Linked DNA regions of Triticum aestivum: region 1 is linked to region 2. The links are chromatin contacts, called in public Hi-C maps. All regions are on one chromosome and are shown on one strand. The core of a region is the stretch at or near the end of the contact, and the rest is flanking DNA. Distances in the headings are between cores, read along the strand shown.

Region 1 (6,132 bases), core at 3,025-5,524, 290 kb before region 2:
GAAGGGTTCCTCTTTCACCTGGCAAAGCATTATGGCAGGGGTTAATTCTCTAAGGAACGGTTATATCTGGCGAGTTGGAAACGGACAAAAAATTGATATTTGTGAAGATGCATGGATCCCGAATTGTGCAAATAGAAAAATAATTACTCCTAGAAGGGGGCAACTTTTGTCAAAGGTTTCTGATCTTATTGATCCAATTACGAGTTATTGGGATGAAGACTTGGTGAGACAAACGTTGTGGCCAATTGACGCTCAAAGGGTACTTGCAATCCCCCTTCCGATACATGAAATGACGGATTTCATTGCTTGGAGTTTCACAAAAAATGGTTTGTTCACTGTTCGATCGGCTTATTGGGAGGAATGGAACAAACAGCATGGAAGAAAATTACAATATATGTATGGTATGGGTAGATCCAATGCTAATCCTATTTGGAGCAAGATCTGGAAGCTATCTTGTCCGGCAAAGGTAAAATCTTCATCTGGCGTACATTGCATGGAACACTCCCATGTCGTGTTACGCTCGCCAATAGACATGTGAAGGTCCCTCCCATCTGCCCAACATGTTCAAAAGGGCTAGAAGACACGAAACACGTCTTGTTTCTGTGTCAGAAGGCGAAAAAGGTCTGGGATAATTTGGGTTTGTATGAGGTGATAAATAGAGCCTGTGTTGTTGACCGGGCAGGAGAGGCGGTTCTTGAATTTTTATTACTTATGCCAGAGGAAGAAATATCTGTTTTGGGACTCCAGAATGCACGTGAATTGATCGTTATAACAGCTTGGTATTTATGGTGGGATAGACGTAAACTGGTTCATGAAGGAAAGTCTCAAGATGCATATCAATCTGCGATGGGGGCCCGTGCTATAGCGGCAAATCATGTTAAAGCAAACTCCCCAAAGGCGATCAGTAAGAAAGGGGGATGGCTTAGACCTCCTATGGGTTTTGTGAAGCTAAACATTGATGCTTCCTTTGACCATGATCTGCTTAGAGGCACGGCGGGGGCAGTCCTGAGAGATGACAAAGGAAGGTTCATTGTTGGCGGTAGTTGGCGACTTGACTGGTGTGCGGATGTTCTAACGGCAGAAGCATTGGCACTGAGGTTTGGCCTTACCCTAGCACAGAAGGCGGGGTGCAACCGCCTTATTGTTAACTCTGATAATACGGAAGTGATTGACACGATGAAGAATGGAGGACAATCAGCGGGAGCGGCGACGGCAGTTTTCGATGATTGCTATTTTATGGCTTGCGATTTTACTATTACTAGATTTGAACATTGTAATAGGGAAGCAAATAAAGTTGCTCATGAAATTGCTAGGCTAGCGAAATATTCAACGACTAAGGATTGGTTTGAGGAGCCCATGGTTGATATTGTATCTCTTCTTATTGATGATGTAACTGTTATTTCTAATCAATAAAGCTTAATGTTTTCAAAAAAAAGATTGGAGAGACTCTGGCTCAGACTAGTCACAATGGACAGTGACATACACTAGTAACATACACATATCCCTAGACTATGTTACTATCTTTATAGTGGGTAGTAATATAAGTGTGATGTCATGCAAAGCTTCATTTATTAGGTTATAGACTCATATTGCATGGGACATGTGATGTTACAGTAACTAGCTAAGTTACTCAAACTACCTCTCTCTTCATTAACTCATTGTCACACACGCAAATTTGTTAAGTTGGACTCGATATTACTGCTGAAGTTACTCCCACTGTGGCTAGTCTCATGGAGCATGCCTGAAAGACACGCTCCCCACTGTCATTGCCTAAGAAAATGAGGAGAACAAGCAATGAATGATTTTCAATACATTGGGATTTGGAAATTCACAAGTAATCCAAATGAAGGAATACTCTGTCAGGGCATCTCCAACGCAGTCCAACTGATCGGACACCCCAAACGTTCACAGACACGTTCCGACGTGTCTACGAACAATGGGTAGCGGGGCGGTCATCCAATCCTATGCATCAAATGGCCAGCCTATTTTATTTTCTACATTTGGAGCATTTAAAATAGTCAATCCTTCATCCATAATCTTGTTGTGTAAATATTCCAATGCAAAAATAATTCAAACATAAATATTACAATCCAAACAAGAACTTTTCTAATAAAATAGTTCAAATTTGAACTTCAACTTATTCGGACACATCTTTTTAGTTCTCCCCGCGAAGCGCCCACAAATGTGCTCATGAGTTGCTCGATGTCGATTCTATTGATGCATTTGAATAAAATCCTCAAACATCGCTAGATTTTGCTATGGAAGCGTTCAGTGGGATCACTCATGCGCTCAAATTTCTGATAGTGACGAACTCCATCACGCTCATCGTCTGTGCATGTTGTGCATAATCACACAAGCTGTCATCACCTCCCCAGTGTCTATGGATCGCATATTTTTACATCTCCTCGAACAATTGCAAAAACGGGTTTGGAGCACTCCAAATGCATGCCCTCTCCATATCCTTTTTAGATTCTTCTTGTCTTTGGGAAAATATAATATTTTCTGCATCGTGTTCGGCCTTTTCAGCTTCTTCTTATCTTTGTGTTGGAATCAATTGTGTTTCATGCAAAGTAAACAAGAAAACATCAATAAATTTGGCTATGGTGTTTGGCTAAACAATTGTCGGGGCGTGGTGTCCACCATGGGCTGCAATGTGTATGGGCAGAGGGTACCTAGGTGGCGGTCGAACCATGGATGGAAAGGAGGCGTAGGCAAGTCGGAGCTTGCGTCCGGGTGGAGCGGCGGAGGTCCGACAAGGCCTAGGCTACGAAGTGAGTGGTACAGCAGCAACATCGTTTTCCGGACTACGCGGGCAATGGCGGAGCTTTAAAGAAAAAGTTGGGCGGGCCAGGCTGAAAAAGAGCACACAATTTTGAGGCATTAGTCACTAATCAGCCCCTTTTGTTGTCAATAATTTTTCACCCTATGTTGACAAACAAGTTAGCAGCACGATACTCATCTTGTACCTTGTTATGCAAGCTTGTTTCAATTATCTTCATGCACTCAAATGCACTTAAGAAAAAATATTTAGCATTAGGTACAAACACCAACTGATTCACCAAAGAAAAATGCATTAGTTATGCTCGGTTCAACCAATTGATAATAGAAACACATGCTCCAGAGATAATTAGAAATCACCTAGCAACATCGATGTTAGGAGGTGAACATAGGCTATACTCGGTAGTTGTCGGCGGAGGCTGAAGCCCGGAGGGGAGGGAGGATGGGGACATGGCGAGGTCGCATGGAGGCGAGCGGAGCCGTGGAGCAGGAAGAATGTTGAGGCTGACATTGTGGCGTCGGACAACAACTAAGGTGAGGTGACGCGTGTGAGCATTCTCGTGTCTGTGTTTAGCAGTGATGAACTGTGCTATCCGCGCGGTGGTGGGGTTGGTTGTGTCATGCAAGATCTGCGTCTGTGCGAGACACGGGCAGCGACGGCTGATCCTGCTGTGTGGTATACTCGATGGTGGACTGGGCTGAGTAAAGCATACATAGTAATAAAAAAAGTCATGGAAATCATGGGCGGGCCATGGCCCGGTTTTGTCCCAACTAAGCTCCGCCCGTGTACGCGGGTACAGACCAACCAGTGACAGAGGGGCGGAGTGATAAAAGCTGGGCTCTGAATCGAGTTTTTGGTTGTGTCCGAGGTGTCGGATGCCTATGTGGCATAGGTCCGGACATGCACTGACCTTTCTCAGGTCTACTTTCGATTTATGACAATTCAGACGTTTAGACCGATCCAGGACGTTTGACACATGACCTTGAAGGATACATTGTTCGGACCACGTTTAGCAACACCTTCATGGAGGACGTGCAAATGTGACATGTGATCAATTCACGCCAATGTTGTGACAAAAACGTGCTCGCCGTCGCCGCTGGCCACACGAACCGCCGCCGCCGCCGCCTCGTCTGCGGCTGCGAAATCGAATCGGAACAGACCCCGTAAAACCTTGAACATTCCTCGCGTCGCACAAGTGAAACCGACTGACAAGTTCAATTCTTCACTTGCACACGAACAAATTCTGAATTCTCCCCTCAAAAAAGAAAAGAGAATGGATGAATTCTGAATTCGAAGCACAGACTGACAGACAGGCAGGAGTCAGCCAACCAAGTATGAGGTTGAACACCCCGCGCCACGGGCGCGAAATCCCCGAAACGCCCCGCGCTGACCGGGGATCCCGGCGCGCCCACACCCTCTGGCCCGAGGGCAAAACGGGGAAGCCAAGCACGAACGAGTTCCCCCTGCTCCCCCGTTGTTTTATTCGGCGCGACGCTCCGCATCAACCAAGAAACGGACGCCCGCGGCGAACGCGCGACGAGGGGAAGCCGGGACCCGAGCCAACCAACTCCTCCCTCCCTCCGGCGCCCCTTCCTGATCCGCTTCCTCCGCCGAGCGATCCCACTTCCGCTTTCCCACCTCTGTGCGCGTGAGAGAGGGCCGGGCCGGGTCGGGACTCGGGAGGAGGTAGCAATGGCGGACGCCTGGGGCCGGGCCAAGCGCGCGCTCGCCACCAAGCTCTGCATCCGCGTGCCGGACCGCCAGAGGGCCATCGAGGACGCCCCGCCGCCGCCGCCGGGACGCGACGCGCATCATCCACCGTCGGCCGCGGCGCCGGGCCCTGCGACGGGGGAGGAGGAGAGGGCCAGGTCGCCGTCCGTGTCCTCGCGGCGGCTCTCCAGCTCCGGCAGCCGGGGCTCCAAGGTGAGGGTTTCATCTTCTTGGCCATCTCCATCCATTTCCCAATCTTGCTTGTTCTTCCGTTCGCTCCGGCCCGTCCCAAACCGCGTGGAGACGTGGGGGAAAAGATCGTGCGGGGATTGGATTTGTTCCACGGTAGCAGTAAAAGATCGCCGCAGGAGTTTGACCGTGCTCGTCATCCTTCCAAAAAAAAAAAAAAACAGTGTTCATCATTTCCGTGTCTCATCTCTGCATGTACTAGTGAAAGATCACCGTGCGAGTTTGACGGAGTTCATCGTTTCCGCGTGCCATCTCCATCAAACAAACAAAATCGGGAGAAATTTATTTCTTTTGGTGTGCCTTCTCTTATTAACATTAAAATTTATTTAAAAGATACTGTGATATTTATTGCCGTGATATTCACTGAATGTGCTCACCAATTTCCCAACTGTTTTTTCGTGAAATTCATCCTTCTCGAAGGAACAAGTTAATAGATAGATCCACAAGTCACGCCAATTCTTTTGCTTTCTCGCCTGTCACCAGCTACCTGCAGTTTTCAGTTACCAATTGTTTTCTCTTTGCTTGTCCTCATTTTGTTTTGACCAATCATCTGCCACCAAGGCGGTAACTTTCCTCACAAGGAAATCGCCAAACTGAAAAGTCCTTCCAACTTGTACTACACCTTGTGAACACCAACTGAAATTAACATATGAGGATTATACTATACTGTACTATACTAGTGTAGTTGCCCACGTGCCTAACATGTTATTTTAAATAAATATAAAATCCATGGGCCAGGGCATGGCTCACCGGATTGAGTTTGGAGGCTAGGCCAGAGCTGTAGCTGATGGATTGCATTTGTTTTCTTATTTGTTTTTTCTTTGATGAAAGATTGCATGTTTTTTCTACAGTTATACTGCCACTGAAGAACAACTGAAGTATTTCGTGGCTGCAGGCTTAACCTGTAATGCCCTCTGGTGCAGTTTGTTAAGTTTTAACTGTAGTATCATGGTCATGCAGTAACATTTTCATATTTATTCTTTTCCTGCCGTTTGTCTTTCCATGTGCGTTGACTGGTTGGTAGGCCGTCAGTTGGCTTCAACAACCAGAGTCCTTTATGCAACGTGGTGAATTACTTTGACTTATAAAAAATATTTTCTGACGCCAAATTGCCAACCCACTTTATATAGCGAAATAGTACTGTGTTAATTTTCCTCTGGTCAGTCACTTGGACTGCTCCCGAGCTCCTTCATGACTATGTTTACTGTGGTTTCATTCAATAAAATGGGTGGAACCAGGGGAAACCCCTTTCTTTCAAAAAAAAGAAAAAGAAAGAGTATGTTAATTTACTTTGGTTTTACTGCTCTGATTGTTAATGCTTGCCAAGAATGAAAGAAAGCAGAATACGGTGTTAGGATGTTCCGGTTCATATTTTCTGATATCGTATACCTGAT
Region 2 (6,548 bases), core at 2,225-4,724:
TCAGTGCCCCGAGTCGGCCTCCCCTCACAAAGAGGAGGATCTAAACATGTCTAGTGTCATGCCCGACACGTTCAACTCCGGCGCCGAGCTAATCCATCTCGATCAGTATTGCGCAGTGGAGGAGCTTGCAACAAAATGTTGGTCGGGCCGGATAGTCTAAGTTGAAGGAAACTATTGTTTGGATGGCCTTCTACCGGAGCTTGCAACAAAATGTTGGTTGGGCTGGCTAGTCTAAGTTGAAGGAAACTATTGTTTGGATGGCCTTCTACCTTCCTAGGTTGGCTGTATGTGGAGGATTGCTCCTGGGATGGCTGGGTCGTGGCATGATGTTACCCTTTGGTAGTTCTTCCATTGCTATTGCATCTTCGAGCGCTACTTCCATGACCACGAGGACAAGGGCAAGTACCAGGGCAGTGATATCTCCTTTTTATTGATCCGGTATTGGAACAGAAAAGAGTATCCCGCACCTATTTCCCCAGAGGTGACCCAGGGTTATCAAACCCACGAGAGGAAGATTGCCTTGAAGAGATGGTCTCTAGCAAGCTTTCGCCAAAGTGTCAAATCCAGCTTCTGACCGGATCGACAAGCAAATAGTGATTCAAACACTTATAATAAAAAGAGGTACGGGTATGAGGTCTTATGCTTACAACCTTGTATTTGTGCTGGGATCAAACAATATATTAGTTTATGCGCTGGAAGTCACCCGTCGAGATGTGCTTGTTGCAGATCAAAGTGGGGGACATGTCCAAATAACATCTCGACTGGCATGAGTCCTGCATGAAGAATCAGTTGTCCTACCGCATGCCCTATCCGTCGCGCGGGGTTGCCTTGATAATTAAGATAATGAAATCAGACAAGAGCTTCGGGCATTTAATGACTACACCTAATTTCTCCCCAAGGATATGATCCATATTGCCCTACTAAACCTTACTATCACTGGTGTTCAGTATAACACTTCACGGTCTCCTTGCTCCTAGCATCACCGGTGGTCGATCTCCATGATCCTGGGTACCTGCGGGGATCAAGATCACGGACAAGACAAGAGAAATCTTCATGAAACAATTTTATTTCACACATACGGGACGTTATGTCGAAGTCTTCCATTGATCCCATCAACAAATACCTCGGATTACAAGTCTTAACCCATACCTTACCGAACTACTCACATATGGAGAGCAGATCACGAGAAAAAAACATTGAAGAACACATCTGAGATTGATTGTTTGATTGCAATATATTTTAAAATGGATGTCTTGTGCGATGCATGTACAAGTATGAATGGGATGGATGAGCACTACGGTGGTGGTGGAGATGGTGACGGCTAGGGTTTGCGGATGAGGATGATGGTGAAGAGGTTCTGGCTTCTGTGCTCATCTCCTTGTTGACATTTCGACGGGGTCCTTTTAACGAAAGTTGTTTAGGTGGACGACCTGCCTTGGAATTCACGCCATACGAACGCTCAGAACGCCGTCTTTTGTGTTGTTTTCACGCAGACATCTCCTGGTGATTCCTTCTTCCTCCATTCTCCTTCCATTCCATTTTCACACGTGATTTCTTCCTTTTTAGTCCATTTCTTGTGGAAACACATCAAAGAGAGGATTTGGAGAATCCTTTGCATTCATTATTCATTAGTATCAATATCGGGGCGAATATCTCTTTTTAATTAAAATATCTCGGTTTAAGCAAAGGTGAAATGAATGTAAAAATATCACTCATCAGGCTGCGACGTCCGTGGTTGAACTTCCTCTCTAATCCTATGAATATAACATGCTACATTTTGGTACTCAGATGGCAAATATGATAAAGTTCCCTATGCCATGTCCTATAGAAAATGCTAAAATTTGGTACTCCAATGACATGTATAATGAACTTTATTATGCTATGTTCTATTTTGATATGTTCTATATGAACTATGTTGTATATCATGTACGAACTATGAAAGTACGTGTGTTAATCCACGTTTCATGCTTGCCTATGTATTCGATTTTCGACAAAGGGTGAATTTTACAGATGTAGCATCAAGTAAATACAAACACAATGAGTACACACCTGGCCTATACATAGTTAGGATGCACACAGGCAACACGAACGCACACACATCTAGACACGCCGGCAAATAGCTAAGTCATACAAGACGAAAATTATGCATTTGTGCGAGAAAAAAGGAAAAAGATCCGAAGCGATCAAACAATGATCGACAAACTACAACAATGATCATATCCGTATCAACAATTTCTTTACATCACATGATGACTAGGTTCTTCAATAGCAACACCTTCATGAAGGGCGATGCTCAAGCGTCTTCATAGCCGGATCCAACCACCAGAGGTCGGATTCTAGGTTTTTCACTCTGAAGAACATGTCTAAGCATATCCGAGCAATGCCTTCAACAAGATATGACACAAAAATATCACCATTGTGAGGAATAACCCACTCGGGTCAAACCTAGGATTTTCACTCGAGACCTCGAGACCGGGTACTCGAGGAGCACAACCAAATTGAAGTCAATTATGTGTTGTCGCTACCACTTTTCTACGATCTCAACGACCATGCTCAGACTTGGATAGACGCAACACACCCATCGGTGTCGCACGACACGACACATGGGAGGATCCCGCCGCCATCGGGCTTTGCCCGACGGAGTAAGCCAGCCGCCGTAAGAGGGAGACACAAAGGAGGAGGTGCCGGCGGCGGAGATTGGGTGCCATCCTCTGCGGAGGTGACGGGTGTGTCTGTTAGGTCATTAGTTATTCTTGCCTATGCATTTGATATTTTGGATACGAGGGAACGAGGACAGAAGTGAACACAAACGAGGGATGGCCGGGTGGGCATATTTGCCTATTCTGATTGCAGATGCTTTTGGAGATGAAGGTTCCTAAAAGCTCTTTTCCTCCTACTGGAAAATACCTGTAGTTTTTTACTCCCTCCGTTCCAAAATATAGCGCGTCCTCGGTTTCCGTGCTTCAACTTTGACCATTAATTTAATCAACAAGACCGACTGCGGCGGGCGAAAAAATTATACCAATGAATTCGTATTCAAAAAAAGTTTTTAATTATATAATTTTTGATCCCGCCGCAGTCGGTCTCGTGGGTTAAATTTATGGTCAAAGTTGAACCTCGAAAAGCGTGGGCGCGCTATATTTTGGAATGGAGGGAGTATGTTTTAACTGCACATGTGTCACCCTTTTTTTAATAGGAACACAGTGGTAGTGGCAGTAGAATAGTGGTGGTGGTACACTCTTAGCAAGGATGCGTTCACGTGCAGTGTGTCTGAAACAAACAAGAGTCGCCAGACTAGATCGAGTAATAAATACTCCTAGTACATATATTATCATCGGAAGAAAATTAAGGACTGCGAACCCAACCCTGCCACGCACGGTCCGAAGAGGAAAAGGAAAAACCCACCCGCAACTCTCCTTGCTTGCCGTGTGTCTATAAATGCCGCCTCGCTCGTCATCGTCGTCGTCCCGTCTGCAACCCAAAAACCGTCCCCTCCTCCTCAGTGGAAAACCAACACGCCCCCTACCACCTGACCTGACTCGACTCCTCTCCTCTCCTCTCCCACCGTCGCCCCCGACCCCCAAATCCCACCTCCACCCACCTACTCCTCCCTCACCGCATCTCCCCGCCCCCCACGCGGCACGGGCGCGCGGACACGCAGCGCCGACGAGCGGGATCGCCCAAGAACACGTAGCAGCAACGGGCACGGGGCGGGCGGGAGAGACACCCCGTTCCTTCCTTCATCCATCCATCCATCCATCCGTGCGCTGCCGCTGCATTTAGACGCAAAAATCCACCGAATCTCCCCCGTCACTCGCCTCGTCCGGCGAGCCGGTAGCGGCCAAAACCCCCGCCTTTGTTCCCATCCGCGCCCGCCGCCCGCCCGCCCGCCCTGAGCTCTCTCGCCAGCGGCCGGGTGGGAGGCCCCCAATGCCTTTTAAACCCCTCGCCGCCCCCCGCCCCCTCCTCCTGACGCCCCCGATCCCACCCACCCAATGCCGCGCCTCCGCGCCCACACCCCCCTCCCCCTCACGGAGGCCGCCGCCGCCGCCGCGCACGCCGCGCTGCTCGCCCTCGCGCTCCTCCTCCTGCTCCTCCGCGGCGCGCGCGCCCTCGCCTCCCGCTGCGCCTCCTGCCTCAAGCCGCCCCGCCGCGCCCGCAACCTCGTCCACGATGGGCCGCCCCTCGCCTCCCCGCCGCCCGCCGCCGGGGGCGCCTGGTTCAGGGCCGCCCTCGCCTGCTGCGCCTACGTCCTGCTGGCGCAGCTCGCCGCGCTGACCTACGAGGTCGCGGCCGCGCCGCCGCCCGTCGAGGCCGAGGCGCTGCTGCTGCCGGCCGTGCAGGCGCTGGCCTGGGCGGCCCTGCTGGCGCTCGCGCTGCGGGCGCGCGCCGGGGGCCGCGGCAGGTTCCCGGCGCTCGTCCGGGTCTGGTGGGTGCTCGCCTTCGCGCTCTCCGTCGCCATCGCCTTCGACGACTCCAGGCGCCTCATGGGCGCCGACGACCGTGATGCGGACTACGCGCACATGGTCGCCAACTTCGCGTCGCTGCCGGCCCTCGGCTTCCTCTGCTTGGTTGGTGTGATGGGTTCCAGCGGTGTCGAGTTGGAGTTCAGTGATGACGACACCGGTGTCCACGAGCCCCTGTTGCTCGGCGGCCAGCGCAGAGGTGCCGAGGAGGAGCCCGGCTGCCTGCGGGTGACTCCCTACGGCGATGCCGGGATCCTCAGCCTTGCAACGCTCTCATGGCTCAGTCCGCTGCTCTCGGTTGGGGCCAAGAGGCCGCTCGAGCTGGCTGACATACCCTTGCTGGCTCACAAGGATCGTGCCAAGTTCTGCTACAAGGCCATGAGCAGTCACTATGAGCGCCAACGGCTGGAGTGCCCTGACAAGGAGCCATCGCTGGCATGGGCAATACTCAAGTCCTTCTGGCGGGAGGCGGCCATCAACGGCGCCTTCGCCGCGGTGAACACCGTCGTGTCCTATGTCGGCCCCTACCTGATCAGCTACTTTGTGGACTACCTCAGTGGCAAAATTGCCTTCCCCCATGAAGGTTACATCCTTGCCTCCGTATTTTTCGTATCAAAGTTGATTGAGACGCTCACTGCTCGCCAGTGGTACCTGGGCGTGGACGTCATGGGGATCCATGTCAAGTCCGGGCTGACGGCCATGGTGTACCGGAAGGGCCTCAGGCTGTCGAATGCCTCAAAGCAGAGCCATACGAGCGGTGAGATTGTGAATTACATGGCGGTCGATGTGCAGCGGGTGGGGGACTATGCGTGGTACTTTCATGACATATGGATGCTTCCACTGCAGATCATCCTTGCGCTCGCCATCCTGTACAAGAATGTCGGGATCGCCACTGTCTCGACATTGATAGCCACCGCGCTGTCAATTGCTGCCTCGGTTCCTGTGGCGAAGCTGCAGGAGCACTACCAAGATAAGCTGATGGCAGCAAAGGATGAGCGAATGCGCAAGACTGCAGAGTGCTTGAAGAGTATGAGAATTCTCAAGTTGCAGGCATGGGAGGACCGGTATAGGATAATGCTTGAAGAGATGAGGAATGTTGAATGCAGGTGGCTCAAGTGGGCTTTGTACTCACAGGCCGCAGTTACGTTTGTTTTCTGGAGTTCGCCAATCTTTGTCTCGGTCATAACTTTCGGCACTTGTATATTGCTTGGTGGCGAGCTCACTGCCGGAGGTGTTCTCTCTGCATTAGCTACCTTTAGGATCCTTCAAGAGCCTCTGAGGAATTTCCCTGATCTCATCTCCATGATAGCTCAGACGAGGGTGTCTTTGGACAGGTTGTCTCACTTCTTACGGCAAGAAGAGTTGCCGGATGATGCAACAATAAGTGTTCCACAGGGTAGTACAGACAAGGCAATCGATATCAGGGATGGCAGTTTCTCTTGGAACCCATCTTGCTCAAACCCTACGCTCTCTGATATACAACTTAGTGTGGTGAGAGGCATGAGAGTAGCAGTCTGTGGTGTGATTGGTTCTGGCAAATCAAGTCTATTGTCCTCTATACTTGGGGAGATACCCAAGCTGTCTGGCCAAGTAAGTACACGCATAAAAATAAAGAGAGTTGATGCTAACTTGAATGACAGTTTAATTACATTTTCCTTCTGCTCCTTATTCAGGTTAGGATCAGTGGTACAGCAGCATATGTTTCTCAGACTGCCTGGATACAGTCTGGAAATATTGAGGAGAACGTTCTTTTCGGCACTCCAATGGACAGACCGCGTTATAAGAGAGTACTTGAGGCTTGCTCCCTGAAGAAAGATCTTCAGTTGCTCCAGTATGGAGATCAGACCATCATTGGTGACAGAGGCATTAATTTGAGTGGAGGTCAGAAACAGAGAGTGCAGCTTGCGAGAGCATTGTACCAAGATGCTGATATTTATTTGCTTGATGACCCCTTCAGTGCTGTTGATGCTCATACTGGAAGCGATCTATTTAAGGTCTGTATCGATGTTGCCTTATTCTATTTTTTTTAAAGGTGCTTCTGTTTCATAACATGTCAGATTTTGTGTTGCAGGACTATATATT

What was found. A called contact is a pair of places that touch in the nucleus more often than the background predicts.
Region 1: a contact with region 2 is called in a Hi-C map of leaf, with 2.4 times the contacts expected there. The contact joins the promoter of LOC123105921 here to the promoter of LOC123105920 in region 2. A contact is called at or near these places in 2 of 5 Hi-C or Micro-C datasets (both in leaf).

What each region holds. Positions count from the first base shown.
Region 1 is chr5A:678,695,275-678,701,406 of IWGSC CS RefSeq v2.1, reverse strand. It overlaps LOC123105921 (E3 ubiquitin-protein ligase WAV3), which reads left to right and starts at 4,274. Exons shown (of 2, transcript XM_044528104.1): 1 at 4,274-4,702. The coding sequence starts at 4,472.
Region 2 is chr5A:678,404,263-678,410,810 of IWGSC CS RefSeq v2.1, reverse strand. It overlaps LOC123105920 (ABC transporter C family member 13), which reads left to right and starts at 3,474. Exons shown (of 11, transcript XM_044528103.1): 1 at 3,474-6,056; 2 at 6,140-6,460; 3 at 6,538-6,548. The coding sequence starts at 3,996.